Regions from separate parts of the Mus musculus genome. Here region 2 is linked to region 1. Evidence: chromatin contacts called from public Hi-C data. All regions are on one chromosome and are shown on one strand. The core of a region is the stretch at or near the end of the contact, and the rest is flanking DNA. Distances in the headings are between cores, read along the strand shown.

Evidence for each region. Hi-C and Micro-C count contacts between places; a contact is called where the count stands out from the background.
Region 2: a contact with region 1 is called in a Hi-C map of cerebral cortex, with 4 times the contacts expected there. The contact joins two enhancer-like sites. A contact is called at or near these places in 6 of 484 Hi-C or Micro-C datasets (bone marrow-derived macrophages, cerebral cortex, nephron progenitors and 2 more) and 10 of 115 datasets of contacts at active chromatin or transcription factors (the 230-238 cell line, bone marrow-derived macrophages, craniofacial prominence and 6 more).

What each region holds. Positions count from the first base shown.
Region 1 is chr3:130,817,404-130,820,861 of GRCm38.p6, reverse strand. No RefSeq gene overlaps it. Among named protein-coding and RNA genes, the nearest start is that of Gm36443, 15 kb to the right of the region's middle. Within about 2 kb of position 1,966, at least 91 of the 459 cell types and tissues checked have an H3K27ac peak or open chromatin away from gene starts, as enhancers often do. A contact at or near this core is called in cerebral cortex and forebrain, where this site is marked.
Region 2 is chr3:131,083,529-131,086,986 of GRCm38.p6, reverse strand. No RefSeq gene overlaps it. Among named protein-coding and RNA genes, the nearest start is that of Gm36603, 23 kb to the left of the region's middle. Within about 2 kb of position 1,531, at least 120 of the 459 cell types and tissues checked have an H3K27ac peak or open chromatin away from gene starts, as enhancers often do. A contact at or near this core is called in cerebral cortex and forebrain, where this site is marked.

The DNA of each region.
Region 1 (3,458 bases), core at 717-3,216:
CTTTAGCATCCTGAACAGCCAAGAAGTGGAAATGCCCCCACTAAACCCACTAACAATGGCTTTAAAGGGATTTTCAAATTTCTTCCTGGGAGAAGCCAGCCATATTGAAAACACTTGAGTAGCCCTATAAATAGGCCCAGCTGTGGGGAACTGTGTCCTTCTGCCAACAACCAGCAGGAAATTTACCAGGAATCTAAAGAAACTCCTTGGACGGGGACCATTCTAGGAAATTTGTCACCATTGGATTCCCGACCTAGAAAGACTAGAGTATTCTTGTAGATTGCTAAGGTTTAGACTAACTCTTATGAAGAAATACGTACTTGACTGAAGTTTTCCAGAGCTTCTCTGTTCAAACCATTTCTTCACCAAACCGACCCCACCATTGTGAGCACTCCAGCAGCCCAGAGCTACTCCTGAGAGCACAGTCTAGCTTTCTGTTTCACAGAGAGAGCCCAGTACCCAAACATAGTCTGTGACCACGATGAGCCTTTCCTGAGCCGGGCCTACAGCCCGGGTGCCTCTACCCAGCATCACTGGACTCCAGCTCTGATGCCTCCTGGGTGCTCACTCAGCATGGCCCTGTGTGAAAACGAACCAGAACAATTCTCTGACTTTTACTACAGACGTTAAGTTTGGCGTGTCCCTCCTCTCCCCTCGCCCCCAGTCTGTTCCCACTCTCCTGGCCCTCCCCCCAGAAACACAGCTCACCTTCCCTCTACAGTTGCCTAGAAATAGAAAAAACAAAAAACAAACAAACACATCCACGCATGCGTGTCTCTGCTGCTCCTGACCGTGGTCTCCTTTTCCTGAAGACCCCTCTGGGTTTTTCGTCTTGTTTTTGAGCACTTCCTCCGAATGATTTACCCTGATTTCTGGCAATTTATACACTCCAATTCCCTTTGCTTCCCCCATTCACAATCGCGCCTCTCAGATCGCATGGCACATAAACAATCTTCCATTGCAAACTGCTGCAGTACAGTTTGTCCCCTGTAGGCATCAATAGGAAGTGTCCCGCCAGCCTAATTCTACGCAGGAAAAAAAAAGGGGGGGGGTCATAGATACATAATCTCAAGAAATTCTGCTCTGGTTGGTTTGGCAGTAGCATCTACAGTAATCTCTTCAGTTTGAAGTTAAAATTTGTAAACACCTTAGTGGATTCCACCCCCACCCACCCACAGGTTGTGTCTAAATGAACATCTATGTATCTACATTAATCAAACGCTTCATGCTTTTTTCCCCCCCAGTGAGGAAGTGGATACAAAGTTGACTTTGCTCCTAAAGGTTTCCTTCGCTCCCCTCCTCCACCCCGCCACGCCATGTTTTTGCCTGGCCTGAAATCTAGAACAGCAATGAAGAGCAGACTCCTGGTTTGACAGGATGCATTTAGATAGTTCAGGCAAGAGCAGGCACCCTGTGTTAAAGAGTCCAAAAGGTCTTAAGCAGAAAGAAAAGGCAAAGACTTGTCTCGTGTCACAGGTGCCACCTGTTGTTAGGAGTAGCAATCTATGAGCTCTGCACAGACAACTCCAGTTTCCGACTCTTATAAATTCCCAAGTTCAAATCCAACAGCCTCCAACTCTAACCCACGGGCGTGCGCCATGCTGCCAAAGGTAATTCAAATTTCTCCCCTTCAAGACCGCTTCGCCCCCAACCCCCACCCTCTTCACCTGGAACAGACAATCCGCGTATTTCAAAGAGTTCCTTAGTACTGAACTGAGTACTCGGAAACTCACCCACCAGTTTACATTTTAGGCTACTGAGCCTCACTCCTTTTACTGACAGACAAAGGAGAGGGCCACTGACGATGTTTACCCACCTAGGCTCGTGTTTGTCTAATGTTTAAACGGGCTTTTGTTATTATTAGACATTCCTGGACAATCGTTCTCAGAGCATCAAGCACACAGAGCAAGGAATCAAGCAAGCGATGCAGGTTCCGCGGTGGGGGAGGGGAGCCGAAAGGCGCCAAGCCGCGCCTCCCTGCTGCTTAGCACCATCTAGTGGCGGCTGCTAGTTCGACTTTTGGAACGAGAGCTCCCAGAGGACTTCGTAAAATCCAAAGGCTGTTTTCCTCCATCCTGGCGCTCTTCACCTTGTGTGTACTGCACACACACACGTATATTTTGAATTATACACAACAAATATCTCACCTTACTATTTAATAAATCCTTCCTTTGTCTCTGTACTGGGATATCTTACCCCTTAATCCCCGGACCTGTAGGCAATGAAGGCAGATGGTTTTAATATTATCAAAGCAAGCAGCGCTAGGAAATGCTCACAGGGGATATGCCTAATTAGATGCTTGCTGCCAGCCCTGACAACTGTAGTTCAATCTCTAGAATCCACATGATGGACGGAGAGAACTGACTTCCACAAGTTGTCCTCTGACCTCCATTCACACACACACTCTCTCTCTGTCTCTCTCTCTCTCTCTCTCTCTCTCTCTCTCTGTCTCTCTCTCTCTCTCTCACACACACACACACATTATTTTTAAAGATCATTTCATTCTAATTTTTAAAAATTTTAATTTAAAAAAATACTGAAGAAAATGAGACTCATATATCTCTGGAGTTAACTATGAATTTTTTTTTTAATTTCTAAACAAAGTCATCAGGCTCAACTGTGCCATGAGAAACTATTGGCACCCACAAAAAATAAGGAATAGTGAAGGCTCAGCTCTACTGGTACAACAACCCAAGCAGGCACCATGTGGCCTGCTCTTACAACACCGTGATGACAGTTTAACTTCATGACTAATTTATAATATACAAGTAGCTACCTTTTACCAAGTATAGATAAATGCTAACTGGACAGTCTACCTTTAAACTTACCCACAGAACGACAGCTGATAGGAGCTGAGAAGCGAGCTAGCTTCTTCATTATCCAGAACATTCTAATCCAGTTCTAGGATGGCAAGAGGCTCCTGAGAGTTAACAGTACTTCTACATGGCTGCTTTCAGCCTAGATCCTGGGTCAAATACACCATCAATACACCATGGTCATGACTGACTGTGACCCTACTTCCCAGGGTTGGCTCCCAGCCTGTGGAGTCTGGTGTGCGTCACTCATGAGCCCTCCAGTCAAAGCAAGACACAACATCAGATATGATGCTGTATGCATCAGATATGTTGCTGTATGCATCAGATATGATGCTGTGTGCATCAGATATGGTGCCGTATGCTTATATGCGTGGCACAGGAAGGAAGAACCAAGTCCAAGGCCAGCATAGCTACAAGACAAGACTGTGTCTCAAAAGCAAACAATAAACAAAGAATTGAAACAGGACATAAAATAACACAATCAGGTGAGAAGCTAAATATTTAAGAATCATTTTTTTCAAGCTAATAAATAGTAGAAACATCAAAAAGTCCAAGTCAATAGTATGTTTTTATTAATATTTATTAACACCAAGTTTTCAATAATTTTCTACCTTCCCCTTGTATATTCTTTGGGGGGGGGTT
Region 2 (3,458 bases), core at 282-2,781, 270 kb before region 1:
TACTTCTTGCTGGGGAACAAGGGTCGGGGCACAGTAGCAGTTTTGTGAGTTCCCGAAAAGTGTGAGATTCGGTGTACTTGACTCAAAAAGTTTACTGGAAGCATGCGTGGAACCACCTGAGGGCTACAGAGCTACAGAGAGTGTAAGACCTGGGTTTTCCTGGGAGAAGTTCACATTCTAGCTGAAGGAAGCAAACACACACACACACACACACACACACACACACACACCAGGGAGTCTTGTGCGTAAGATTCGGTTACTTTTCTCTCTCTCTCTCTCTGTGTGTGTGTGTGTGTGTGTGTGTGTGTGTGTGTGTGAGACCAGAGCGTCAGAGTAGACCACTTATAAGGAAAAATGGTTTATTTTGCTCCCAGTTTCAGGGGGCCCCCATCTACCTTCTTTGGCTCCATTGATTCTGGACCTATGGTAAACCAGAAGATCATGGTGGATGGACCATGTAGAAGAGGAGATTGTCTAGGTATGACCCCTAAGTACGGCCCTTCCTGTGACCTCTTACTTGCACCTGGGACCCCACATCCCAGAAACCTCCCAGATAGCACCCCTGATGCCTATAGAGGCCCAGGCCGTCCCACCATCCTTGAATCCCCCCTGAAGTGGACACTTCTTTCTCATACTCAAGACTAAACTGAATTGTAGCTTCTAAGAGCAGGTGACCATCGGTGACAGCACTTTGATTCAAACTCAGGTCTGTTGGGTACCACATGTGTTCCAATCCCAATTCTCCTGCCACCCCAGGGGTGAAGTGTGCCCCACACACGTGCGGCGCTCAGCACGTCCGCACTGCCAGCGGGTAGAGATAAACGGAGACCAAATTTGGTCAGGTTGCTGTGGGGAAGTGGACGGCTTCCTGTTGCCAAATCCTGTTCAGGATTTGGGCCACACAGTGCTTTGATCTAAAAATTTAAGTAGACAAAGAATGAATATTTATTGTTTTTATGATCATTGTTTTATATAAAACAAATTTGGGGGAGTGGGAAGGAATAAATATTTGGGACAGCAAGCATTTAAATGCCAGCGGTTAATTTACTTGGCTACCTTGATTTACAATGGTAACATTTGGGTGGGGAGTTAAAAAGAAGGAGCACTCTTTTGTTCTTGTTTTATTTAGAATTTCTAAAGTCTAAAGGAATGTTTTTATAGCAAGTACACACAGTAATGGGAGAGGGAAAAAAAGAAAAAAGAAAAAGAAAAGAAAAAGAAAAAGTCACCAAGGACTTAGACACCGTTATGGAAGCTTAGGCTTTGGGTATGAAATGAGCAAAGGCTAATTTAGCAAATTCCTTTTTAACCTTTTTTTTTTTTTCTAATTTTCTTTTCTTCTTAAAATAATTTCCATATACAAATTTATCATTACAAGGAAAAACAGGGTGGAAAGAGAAGCTCGAAAGGACGGGAGGTGGGGGCTGGTAGAAGGGAGTTAGCTTTAGGTGACATCACTAGAAAGGGATGACTGTGGGTGGCTTGGGGGCAGCAGAGATGGTAGGTGACCCACTCTCTGGAGGGCCGCGGAAGGATGACTCAGAACGTTCAACTAATGCAGCCGGCGGCTCAGCCCTTTGCCTGGAGATCTGGCGGAATGACTAAGCAGTTACCAGTTTCCAAGTCTTAGGAACCTAAAACCCCCCAAATCACATTTAGAGCTGATACGAGGTTGAGCAGGGGTCATGAGGGAGGGAAATCATCTGATAGGCTTAGAGGGTCAGAGCCCGGCTCTCGAAGTCTCAGACGTACCTCTCGCCGCTATCAGATGTTATTTTCGGGGAAGATTTCACCCACACTAAAAATCGTCCTGCAATTTCACCACGCTCCAAGCCATTGCCACACACGCGTTCAAAGGAAAAAACGAAACAGCAAAAACAGCCTGTGTTTCCTAGGGTCCACCGTTTCATTTCCAATTTGATTTTCCTTATAGCTTATTTGGTTTACATCATTATCCCAGGCGGAGTGGCGTAGCTATGGTAATGCTTATAGAATCTGTGTGTCCCGCCCAGGGCGGCCCGGCTATGGAGCTGTGGGTCAGCACCCGCGCTCCAGCAAGGACGAAGATGACATCAAAGAACCTGAAGACAGAGCACATTTACTTTTCTGATCCAAATTACTTTGTTTGGAAAACAGTAAACACAATTACCTTAACAACAGAGCTGGGAGGCTTTGGGGGTTTAACACAATGTTTTCCTAGCGGGCGGGCGGAGACTGCCTAGGATCACAGCTAAGGGCCTACAGACCCAGGTGGCTCTATTTGTTTTCAAGTCTTTCTCCTCCCAGAAATGAGTTTGGGTAGCTTTTGATCGAGTTCCTTAAAATTAACGTTGTTTAGTTTCTTCATTTCAAATGAAATTAAAGTTCATTTCTCTGTATAAATAAGACCAAATTCTCACTGAGTCTCATTCTGTATCTTTTTCCCCAGGAAGTATCCCTAAACAGGTTTTATATCCAATTATAAACACATAACACGAACACACACAGAGGCATATACAGACATACACACAGACACACACAGACACCCAAAGGAACACACACACATAGACACACACACATAGAGCACAGACATATTCACACACATACATTTTTGCATTTATGGGTATGTATGTGTATTTTTCTGTGCGTATGCACACACACACACACACACACACACACAAAAGGGCATTGGATCCCCTGGGGCTGTAGCAACTTTCTTAATAGCTGAGCCACCACTCCAACCTCTATTGTTTGCCTTTCTGTTTTAAATGTAGTCTAGAGCTGCCTTTCACTGCCGGTCAGTATGGAGCCACTGTGTTCTGTGTGTTTGTAGCACTGTCCCCTACTTTATGTCACCTACCTTCTTAGCAGATGCTTGGGTAATTTTTACAGTTTTGCTCTCACCAAGAATGTGACAATTAATATTCTGTTTGCATGACTTTATGATTATGAGAATGTGCTTGAAGGGTGAATAATGTTTAAACTACTCCGTCGTCTGGGAGGAGCATGGGTATGGGAGGAGCACCGGTATGGGAGGAGCATTGCATGGGAGGAGAATGTGATGGGAGGAGAATATGCTGGGAGGAGCATTGTGTGGGAGGAGAATGTGATGGGAGGAGCATGCGTGTGGGGAGGAGTATGCGTGTGGGAGGAGCTGGTGTATTCTGGGTTGAAGTGACATCTCTAAATTGTTTTCCACACAGATCCTAATTATGCTTCTACCATCCATTCTACCATAGTGCTTGTGTCCTAATAACACACCGTATCAAACTTCACAATCTTCACCAGTGTAAAGCACCGTCTTAATGTTTTTATTGCATTATTTTATAAGCAAGAATGTACATCTTTGCATAAGTGTGGAAAGCCCTTTGTATCTCCTATCCTGAACCTGGTTAGGGTCTTTACCAATGTTAAAAATTGGATTACTAAAAAGCCGGACGTGGTGGCGCACGCCTTTAATCCCAGCACTCGGGAGGCAG